Regions from separate parts of the Sus scrofa genome. Here regions 2 and 3 are each linked to region 1. The links are chromatin contacts, called in public Hi-C and HiChIP or PLAC-seq maps. All regions are on one chromosome and are shown on one strand. Each heading gives the region's core, a stretch centred on a gene start, on an enhancer-like site or on the middle of the called end of the contact. The rest is flanking DNA. Distances are from core to core; before and after follow the strand shown.

The links. Hi-C and Micro-C count contacts between places; a contact is called where the count stands out from the background. HiChIP or PLAC-seq counts read pairs in DNA pulled down with a chosen protein or histone mark.
Region 2: a contact with region 1 is called in a Hi-C map of liver, with 4 times the contacts expected there. The contact joins the promoter of N4BP2L2 here to the promoter of FRY in region 1. A contact is called at or near these places in 3 of 47 Hi-C or Micro-C datasets (embryonic fibroblasts, heart right ventricle and liver) and 1 of 2 datasets of contacts at active chromatin or transcription factors (alveolar macrophages).
Region 3: a contact with region 1 is called in an H3K27ac HiChIP or PLAC-seq map of alveolar macrophages. The contact joins the promoter of BRCA2 here to the promoter of FRY in region 1. A contact is called at or near these places in 2 of 5 promoter capture datasets (fetal skeletal muscle and liver), 2 of 47 Hi-C or Micro-C datasets (embryonic fibroblasts and fetal skeletal muscle) and 2 of 2 datasets of contacts at active chromatin or transcription factors (alveolar macrophages and skeletal muscle).

What each region holds. Positions count from the first base shown.
Region 1 is chr11:8,516,865-8,520,486 of Sscrofa11.1, forward strand. It overlaps FRY (protein furry homolog), which reads left to right and starts at 1,650. Exons shown (of 65, transcript XM_021065177.1): 1 at 1,650-2,052. The coding sequence starts at 1,983.
Region 2 is chr11:8,996,057-8,999,678 of Sscrofa11.1, forward strand. It overlaps N4BP2L2 (NEDD4-binding protein 2-like 2), which reads right to left and starts at 1,754. Exons shown (of 13, transcript XM_021065179.1): 1 at 1,530-1,754.
Region 3 is chr11:8,804,075-8,807,696 of Sscrofa11.1, forward strand. It overlaps BRCA2 (breast cancer type 2 susceptibility protein), which reads left to right and starts at 1,876. Exons shown (of 37, transcript XM_021065184.1): 1 at 1,876-2,032; 2 at 2,729-2,834. The coding sequence starts at 2,768. ZAR1L (ZAR1-like protein) reads right to left here and starts at 1,802. Exons shown (of 4, transcript XM_021065181.1): 1 at 1-1,802. The coding sequence starts at 171.

The sequences.
Region 1 (3,622 bases), core at 400-2,899:
AAGGGTTTGTACTAAATATCAATACGGCAAAAATTTAATTGAGTGCTTATTGTACGCAAGACACTATCTGAGCACTTTCATTTATAATATCTTTTACTGTTTCCAACAACTCCATGGGGTCAGTACCATTATGATCCCATTTTATAGACAAATAAACTAAGGCCGAGTGAGGTTAATAATTTGCCCCAGGTCTCATAGCTGGGAAGTTCTGATGAGTTTTGAGAATGTTGGTGCTCATTAACCCCAGGCCCCCTGCAGCCTCCCTGTTCATTTAGGGCCATCCACGGTGGGGGAGCCTCCAGAAAAGGTGGCATGCATGTTAGCCTTTGTTTTCAGGTGTCATAGCCATTTTGGTAAATCTTTGGGGTCCTGTGTCACCTGGAATCCTATATTCAAGTGTACACGTGATAAAACAAAATTAGCTCATCAGCTCTAGTGTGCATGTAAGTAAAAAAGAAGTCAATCTGAGGAGACTTGATGAGAAGAGGGTGCTATGAGTGGAGCTGGAAATCTCGGTGGTGGGGTGCTCGCCTTTTGTGTAAAGAGTTGGGAAGGCTCATTGCACTGATAGTGTCTTGGGGCATTTCGGGGCATAGTCCTAAAAATTCTTTGGTGTTGAATTTTTTTTTTTTATTTAATCTTAAAAAAAGTGTGTCATACTTTCCCTGCCATTTCTCAAATGTTAGTCTGGCAGGTCCTGTTTGTGTGTAGATGTTGGAGTGGGGGAGGGGCGCGTGAAACTTTTTGTAAATTATTAATGGAATTGATTAATCCCGTTGGAAAATGTTAATCATAAGTGTGCTGGGGAAGGGAAGGATTCATGGTTCTCGGCAGTGGTTAGCTAAATCCCACCTCCTCAAATGCAGCATGTCAAAATTAGGCCTATTTAATCTCTGGTCAAGCGAACTAATAACATGGAACAAAGCTAACTGAAATCAGGACACCTGCTATCAAGATTTCATGAAATCAAAAGCCCCTTGTGCAGCAAGGAATATGATGCTTTTGCTTAGCTTTTTAATACAAATAAGAATTAGCTTTATTGGGCTCTGTGATTCTTAGAAAAGACAGGTTTGCAGATCCATTGTGGAGCCTGGCCTTGGGTAAACAAGCCTAAGCACAGTGTACGGTCCCCTTGGGGTGCTCGCGCCAGGGTGGGGGTGCCCCTCAAAAATGACAGCATTTCTGGGAGGAAGAAGCTTCCGCCGTGATGGGAAAGGAAAAAGCCCAGGCCAATATCCTGGTGTTATTAGCAAGCTTTCCTACTGCAACGGGGCTGACGATGGGGCTTTTCAAAAACGTCGCTGCAACCAGACCCAGGGTGCCACTCGCCTTACTGCAGCGACACAGTTGTGTGGATTCCAGGGGCAGCCGCGGGGGGAGCGCAGCCCGTGCGGCACGGCCGGCTCTCCAGGAGCGTTTCTGCAGATCGGCGGGAGCTGGGCCATTCCCCCCGCAGTTCCTCCCGAGGCAGGGGCCGAGGGTGGCCCAGGTTGAGACTGCGGGGCGCGGGGAGGCGCGCCCAGCCCAGCCCTCAGCCCTGCGGCGGCCCGAGCGGCCGGAGGCCTCCGCGAAACCTTCTCCCTCCCGGGGAGGACGGATCCCGGTGCAGGTGGGGACTTCCTCGGTCCCCACCTGCCGGCGCCGAGCCTGTGCGTGGCCGGCAGCGGGCGTTGCAGGTCCTGGCAGCCCAGAAATGAAAGCAGCGGCGGCGGCCGCCTCTCAGGGCTCCGATCGGCACCCAGCAAATAAGAAGCCCGTCCTGGACCCGGAGGAGGAGGAGCGGCCGAGCATCTCTCTGCTGCTCCTCCGCGTCCTTTAAATGAGGACTCCCTGCCGGCGCCGGAGGTAGATCTGCAGAGCCTTCCTCTCGCTGCTGACCCCGCTTACATCACTAACCTGTGACAGGCACATCCCCACGCCCGGTACCTGCTCCTCCAGCGGCTCCCAGTCCAGTCTGAGCCGCCTCTTTGTATGCCGCCGACATGGCCAGCCAGCAGGATTCCGGCTTCTTTGAGATCAGTATCAAATATTTACTGAAATCCTGGAGTAATAGTGAGTAATAGAAAATAACCTTTGTTTGTTTGTTTGCTGGATGTTGCATAAGGTTCGAGACATAAAAATCTCAACTGGACGCATATGCTTGGGAGCCGAGGAAGTTGGTTTTTTTTTTTTTTTTTTTTTTTCCTTGCCTGCTTCCATCTGCTGTGAAAATCAAAATGTCAGAGACTGAACTGGCTTTCCTGAAGTGCAAAGGCTGCAGTGGAATTACAGTAAATTTGGTCTGATTAAATGTTCGAGTCAGATGGCCCTTCAGACGCTGGCCAGTGCAGGATGGGGCATTCCAGGCTGCATTTCCTGCCTTGGTGTTTATTTAATATGTGCAGATTTTATGGAAGTATTTTGTGAAGTGTGCTTTAATCAGAGGGGTGTGGCAGGGTTTCACAGCACTTCGTAATTGTTATATTAGGGTATTGTCTAAAGAAAAAAAAGTATTTAAGAGTCCAAAACCTGACTCATCTTTTTTTGAAAATACAGGCATTTGCTGATTGATTTGCTCTCTCCCTTGTCCATGTGGATGATGCTGAGGATGCCATCATAATATTTGAATTTCTAAAAAAAATCCCGATGTGTGTTATTGTCCAAATAATGTGCTTTTCTGAAACATAAACAAGTGAGGTGTTGACCATAAAATCATTTATTGGGATATCAGAAGGTTATGACTTCAGAAGTTCCATTTCAGACCTACTTAACATTTTAGCAGTAAGGTCTCTCAAAAAGACAACCTCCGAGGCATCAGAATTACAATGAGGCCTTCAGGTGCTCAACTGCTGCCTTGTATTTTCTGAATAGTCGAAAAACAAAGTCTGCTCTATTTCACCCATCATCTTTTGTACTTGCTTTAGATAAAAGACCAGCGGGCAGGTATTATACATCCTTAATTGTTTGAAATTTTAAAACATTTTCCTGGAAAAAAAAACTGTGTTGTATCCTGTGCATACTAATTAACCTACCTGTGCTCAAAGAGCTGGTGATTTTAATTATCTCCTACACAAATGACCCACGGCCAAGAGTGTTCGTATGTAAACAAAACCTGGGCAGGAGAACCTGTGCCGTAATTGCTTTGAGAATGGAGCCAAAGTACCTTCAGCCTGAAGGTATTCGGGGATATGCATCTCTCAATGATAGCCATAGAAACCATCTTTTCCAGGTCACTTTGTAGCCCGGTGTACACTCGGGGGCTTGTCTGAGGCTGTGTTTCTGCAAGTGGGAAGCCATCTGGGAATGACACCGTCACCCCAACAGCATTCCTTTGTTGGAGCCATAATTCATTTATCTTAGATGCATTATTTGTCTAATACTTCGCCCTCCAGGATGAGTCTTCCTTTGTCTCTCCACCCTCTGATTCATGAAAAGAATCGGATGTACAGGATTCTTTATGGAGCAGTTTTCCAATATCTGGAAAGACTCATTCTGAGTTTGACATCGGTGTGTGGTTTTCAATCATTACGTTGACTGCGTTAAGGCCAGATTCTTTTCCTCCATCAATGTCATTGCCTCGTTAGACAGAAAATTATGTTGTGACAATGCTGGGGCCAGGGGGATTTCTTTTAAAATCTTTCTC
Region 2 (3,622 bases), core at 504-3,003, 480 kb after region 1:
CCAAGCAACAGCTGGATTTTTTATCTTTTTGTATCTTGTCCATAATTTGCCCCAACTGAACATGCACGCAGTTATTTTCAGTTCTTTATTGCTTGAGGAGATATTTGTCCAGGTGCAAGCATGGCAGCAAAGGGTCCCAGGTCCCAGTCTGTCTCAGATATGTTGCATTAACTTTATAAAGAAAAAAATAAGTAAATAAGTTGTTCTGAGATTGACGCCAGTATGTCAATATGTTTAAAAAGAAATCTGACAACTCCCAAAACCAAAGCCCTCATTTTTTCCAGTTGGTTGGTCTATCTTAAACATAAATTCTGCTTATAATTGAGCAGGACCCTGGGGGGGTCTTCCTGGGGCTAGCCCTTCCCCATAACCTCTGTTTTAGCTCCTCTCTGAAGTACCCAGATGACATCGTCTGATGTGTATTTCCTGAGTTGTTTTACAGATGCTAAAACTATCACCAGATGGAAGAAATTAACTACTTGATGATCACGAGTATGGACCTACTGACATCTAAGGACTGATAAAAGTAACCCTTGTGACTCCGCCCAGTTACCTCACCATTAACCAATCAGAGAGTTGTGCACGAGCTGATCGCTTACCCACCCCCCAACTTCATTTGGCTTTTTAAAGGCTTTACAATTTGGGGTTCTGGGAGTTCGGATTTTGGGGGGACACAAGCTACCCGTCTCCTTGCATAGCTTGCAATAAGCTTTTCTCTCCTGCAAGCTCGAACGCTTCGGTTTACTTGGCCTCGCTGCCCAACTTGCGATAAGAAGCTTCCCTTGAAATTCCTCAGGCACTCTCAAGAGTGCAACCTTAAAGCCTGTTTTATTCACAACCTCTTCATTCTGCCCGCTCTGGTCTTCCTTCTCTAGCACGAGAAAAAAAAAAGGGCAAAGAGACGAACTAGAATGATACAGCTACGCTCTAGAGAAGCGGAAAGAAGGTAAACCTGTGAAGAATGCCGTCGGTCCGGAAACAGCCTCCTCCCAGCTTCTCATTTCCTCATTACGAACAGCATAAGCCCCAAGAAAAAGCAAGGAGGCTGTATGAATAGAGGAGCTTAGGGAGTCTCCCTGTGCCCTACCGGGTTAATGATCCAGCGTTGTCTCTGTGGCGGGGCAGGTTCGAGTCCTGCCAGTGGGTTAAGGATCCGGCGTTGCCCAGCTAAGGCGTAGGTCTCAGCTGTGGCTAGAATTTGATCCCATGCCCGGGGCCTTAAATACGCGCAGGGGGTTCAGAGACTAAACCCCTATACAAACCTGAACCTAAGGCCTCCTGACCTCCACACAGGGCAGCCCCAGGCAAAGTGCGTCACGCACTTTCTCTGCCCCAAAGGAGGCATGTTGGGATTCTGTCCGGGAATTTAAAAGAGCTCCGAGGCGGAAAGGTTCACTCCCGGCTTCGACCTTTACAGCCAACCTAAAAGGTTCAGTCAAGCGCCGGCTTAAACCCAAGTCGCCAATGGAAGAATACGAAGAACATCATCACCACAACCCCACCTCGCTTAAAATGGGATGTTTACTCACCTTACACACAGCTCTGCATTGACCTTTACTTCCCAATGAAGTCTTCTTCTAGAAACACACGAACATCTCAGGTGAAAGAAGCGCGGGGAGACGGCCCAAACCTGAAACCCGGAGCGACTAAAAACCCGGCCCTCAGGAGAGGAGCAACAAGCCGCACCTCCGTAAGCAAGATGTCGGCCACCTCACGGTTACCCCGGAAGGGATTACGGAGTCGCGCCAGGCATTGTGGGAATCGAAGTCCGGCCTTCGTGTCCAGCCTGGCAACCTCATAGTCTCCCAGAATCCATTGCTTCAAATTCGCGCCAATGGCAACAAACGTAGACCGGAACTAGTTCTTAGGTTGCAGCCGGTTACTTGTTTAGAAGCATCAACTTCGGCTAAAAAAGGCGATGACCTGGTCCGGGTTCATCCCTGAAGGAATAAAGACTGGGTGCCTGGCAGCCCAAACAAAGACATTAGATGCTCTCAGCGCGGGCTTTAAGGCTTTTGGGAAACAAAGCTTTTTCAAAGAGAACTTAATATATGGTCTCGTCAACTAGGGTTGCTGACCTTTCTACGAAAAACCAGTAATTGTAGGCTGTTTCTCTCAGGAAGAAAAGAATCAATACAGCGGAGCGTTGATAGCAGATAAAAGTACTTATGAGAAAATCACCTCTCGTGTCATAACTATATTTTGTTTTGTTTAGGGAAATGACCATTTACTGAGTTTTCCCATTTAAAAAAAGTCAGTTTGTTAAAAGCACTTGAAACAGGACTTCGTTTGTGATGCTGCTTGTACAACTATAAATATAATAAAAGTCGTTGAATTTTTAAAAAGAAGAACAGCGCTTGATAAAAGTATGTGCTGTGTAAGCGTTTGTTAAATTATAAGTAACTACAGGAGTTCCCTGCTGTGGCTCAGAGCAAAGGAATCTGGCTAGCATCCATGAGAACACAGGTTAGATCCCTGGCCTCGCTCAGAGGGTTAAGGATTCGGCATTGCAGTGATCTATGGTGTAGGTATCACACTCGCCCAGGATCTGCCTTGCTGTGGCTGTGGCTAGGCTGGCAGCTGCAGCTCTGATTAGACCCCAGCCTGAGAATTTCCATATGCCTCAGGTGTGGCCCTTGGGGGAAAAAAAAAAAAAAAAGATGTTTTGAGATCAAGCAAGTATCCTGTTCCTAATCAAACTCTAATTAAGGTTCTGCCTCCATTGATGATTCTTACTACAACTGATCTTTACAATGATAGTTGCAAAATAATTATTTCCCCCCAACTCCTTCAAGCCCTCCACATTTATTATTCCTGATGGTAATGAAGAGTATGATTATTAATAAGAAAAGCCCGGGAGTTACCGTAGTAGCTCAGTGGAAACAAATCTGACTAACATCCATGAAGCTGTGGGTTTGATCCCTGGCCTCACTGGGTGGGTTAAGGATCTGGCCTTGCTGCTCTCAGACACCGCTCAGATCCCACGTTGCTATGGCTGTGGGTAGGCTGTCAGCTGTAGCTCTGATGAGACCCCAGCTTGAGAACCTCCATATGCCTCCATATGCTAAAAAGCAAAAAAAAAAAAGCCCTTCTTAGTTATTTAATATCAGTGTGAATTTATGTATTCCCCTTATTCAAGAAGTTATAATCCATTGTTGTTCTTATTTATTAATAGTTTATTATATCATAGTCTATTTTAGGACAATTTCAGGTTCAAGAAAAACTGAATACATAGTACAGAGTTCCCACGTACCCCCCATCCCACACATAGTGTCACCTATTACTCACCTCTTACAGTATTATAGTACATTGTTAAAATTAATGAACAAATATTGATATATTAGTATTAACTATAGTCCATAGTTTCTTGCAGACTTCCTTAGTTTTTACCTAATATCCTTTCTGTTCCAGGATCCCATACAGGAGACAGTACCACGTGGAGCTGTCATTTCTCCTTAGGCCTCTCTTGGCTGTAACAGTTTCTCAGACTCTGCTCAGTTTGATGACTTTGGCAATTTTGAAGAGAACTGGTCAGGTACTTTGTAGGAGGCTCTTCTATTGCAATTTATATATTGCTTTTCTCATGATCAGACTGTTGTTATGGGTTTTTGAGAGAAAGACA
Region 3 (3,622 bases), core at 626-3,125, 290 kb after region 1:
CGTGTTCCCGTAGCCCGGGTACAAGCTGTAGGGAACACGCACAAAGCGCTCCATCCGCCCTCCCGGCGCCCAGGCACAGCGCAATATCCCAGGGCAGTTTGTTTGCGTCCTTATTTTACCTTCCATCTTCAACCGCCCCCTCTTTCTCCACACAAGTTGATTCAGGTTCATCCGAGCTTCATTTATTTCAGATCGGGCCGGGTGCTGCTGCCTGTTACCGTAATTGGGGGAAGGAAGGTGATCTCCTTACCTGCAGAGGTCTAATTGCCGCCGATCTCTAATTGCTCTTCCCTGTCTCTTCGATTCTTTTTTTCAAAGCTGTTTTTCATTTAACTTCTTATTCACACACATGCCCTAAGTTAGCAATTCATTTAGTTATTCGCATAGGGACTCCCCATTTTAGAGGTCCTGTTTTAAAAGATACCATAGATCAAATTCAAGCAGTAAATCATTTGAGCTGCCACACTAGAAGAGTGTGTATAAGAAAGAATGCTATGCACAGCTAATGAGTGTAAAAAACCTGGTACCACAGGAACAAGGAGCATAAAGTTATGGGGAGAGGGGGCAGTGCTATGGTAAAAAAATATATTTGGGAAGGTTGTATGACATACCAACAGTTCTCATTAAAACACTCCAATGAGGACCCTTGCCTCGCCCCCCCCCCCCAAAACAGGGTGTGAGGAGGGAAGCAAATTGTTCTGACCTTGAGGGTAAATACAGATTTAATAGGATAGTTAAGTACCTGAAGTCACACACACACTTGAACTGAAACCCAGTCTTTGTTGACCAGGCAACTTAAACTAAGATGATTCGATTTCCCCATCTGAAAATACCCAGTGATTTATAAATTATTATAAGACTAAGCATGATATTTCTTATAAGGCACAAAGCAGAACAACTCACAGATGTTCACTATGTGGTAGCTGTTATTGGGTAAAGATCAAGCGCCTGTGTTTCTTTGCTATTTAGACCTGGATGATCATAGCTGTGGTACCTATCTGTATTGGTAAGACTTCCTACTACAGCTAAGGATTATCAAACTAAAATGACACCCAAGGAACCAAGCAGAGGCCACCCTTTTTCTAATCCAAGGTTGCTTCCATTGTGCACTGTTAAGAGCCTTCAGGAAGCAGCAAGGCCCATGAGCCGCTCTCACCTCCAGAATCCAGCCGAAGGTTTTCTAGGTAATACTATAAACCTGAATTAAGCCTGGTGCTAAGCATATCTTGCAGGCGGTTGGAGGGAAGTCGGGCACAAAACAGTGCTTGGTACCCTAGGAATGTCAAGGGATATTACGGAAGCCCCCACAGGGAAGTACTTAATGCAGGAGACTTGAGGCGGGTTTTACAATTTTTTAAGCAGGGAAGCGGGTTCAGAGGTTTTGAAAACCAGCTGCCTGTGGACTAGAACTAATGTCCTCTGGCTTTAAACTGCAGCCCCTTCTACCCTAGAGGAGCAGGCAGCCGGGAAAAGGAGTCATCCACAGCCACGGACCACTGTGGGGTTTTCGAACATCTGCCTCTTTGGGGGACGCCCACTCTTAGAACAAAGACTTTTCAAAGACCCCAGGCCCTGTCCGAGGGGGCACCCAAACGTAGATGTAGCGGAGAGAAGGGGAAGAAGTCGGGGAGTATACACGGGACGCGCGGTCCCTCCCAGCAGCGCGGCCTGCTACTCTGAAGGCTCAGAAGAGTAACGCTGGGTACAGACTCTCAGGTAGTTAAACAATGATTGGCTTTGGCCATAAAAGGCAGCGGCTGCGGCGGCCCGGCCCGAGCCTGACTTCCGGGTGGCGCGCACGTTGCGTGCCGCGTCATGGCGTCATCGCGTCACGTGTCCCGAGAGCCGGCTTTTGGCGCGAGCGTCTGAAACCCGGTGGGCGGAGGCGGGGCTGCTGGGGCTCTGCGACCTGGGTGCTGTTTGGGGCTGTGGGTGGCGGCGGAAAGGAGTCTGGGGTCAGATTCCTCATCGAAGTGCCGGCGCGGGTTTTGTCAGCCTACTCTGGCCAAAGAGAGCTGCACCTCTGAAGGCGGTTAGTGTTGGCAGGAGTGGAGACCGGCCAGGCTTCCGCGGTCTCAGGCGGCGGGGAGCGCGTCTCGTGCCCGGGTGGGAGCCGCGGCCTCCGGCCCGGGATGGACCCCGCCAGCCCCTCGCAGGCCGGAGAGGGACCTGCTCTCAGGGCCGGAGGTTCGAGCCCCGCCCCTTCCCGGGAACTCCATTGCCCAGCTGGGGGGGGGCCTCTAGTCCCAGAAGTCCCAATCCGAAATTTCCTTAATTGGAAATAGGATAAAGTTATTTTAGCGGAATCTTGCTCTTTTGGAAAGTGTTTTAAAACCTATGGCACACTGTATCTTAGTCCCCAGGTAATTGCTGTGTTACGAAGATTTACTGATTGGGCATTGCGAAATGGTGTTTATCTCATAGCCCCTGCTAACTGCGCCGCCACTAGCCACACGTGACTAGTTAACTTAAGAGAGATAATACTATTGAAAATTCTGATTTTAAGTCATACTTGACACATTTCAAATGCTTAATGTGGCTAGTGGCTGCCGTATTAGACGGCACAGATATAGAATCTTCCTTCATTGCGTTGAATCTTGTCCCAAAAGTGGGACCAAGTAAATAGACAATGTAATTTTAGGCAAGTTTACCCGCTTCCGATTTTACCTCAGAGTCACTTAACAAGGACTCTATCCTGTGAAGTATATTTTGGTGTTCTCTTTTGCAGACTCATTTACCAAACGTCGGAGGCATATTGTAGATAAAAATGCCGATTGGATGCAAAGAGAGACCAACTTTTTTTGAAATTTTTAAGACGCGATGCAACGAAGCAGGTATTGACAAATTTTATATAAATTGATCAATTACACTAAGAAAAATGTTTTCAGAAAAACATTTAACTGTGCTGCTTGCTGAAAAGAATCCAATACTTCACATTTTTGTTTACACCATAAACTGTGCTTTATATAGAGTCAAATCAGTTAGGAAAATAATCATTTACATTTAACCACATGGTTAAGTGTAGAACCTGTAGTGGACAAAGAGGAGACTGGCCCTTTGATTGGCAGTAGAATTGTTTTTTTTCAGCAGAAAACTTTTAGCCACATCAGACGCATTGGTAACATAGAGCAGAATACTGAGACCAAACTTATTGGTCTCAGTATTCCTTCCACTCTAAAAATGATGGAGGACCAAGAGCTTTTGTTTATTATAGGTGAACATATTAGAAATTTAAAAGAACTTTTAAAAAGTTATAACTTAATAATAAGTAAATAAACCCATTGTATATTGATGTGAATAACATGTTTTTGAAAAATAACCACTCCCCCAACGGGAGAAGAGTGACATTATTTTAACATTTTGCAATTCTCCTTCAGTATCTGGCTCAGGAGAAGATGGCTGGATTCTTAGACCCGTTTTGTGTTTGATCTGTTACAATGTTGTTTGGAAGAAGTGTATGAAGAAAACCCAACCTCACTCAGCAGTGTAGTTAGAAAAAGGAGTATTTTAATGGTCTTCAGTTACTCTTGGGTATTTTTCTTTGGTACTACACCAAAGCTTAAGTAGTAGCCTCTTAGAAGTTACAATGTGGAATCTGAAACCATGTAATGAATTTTTCATA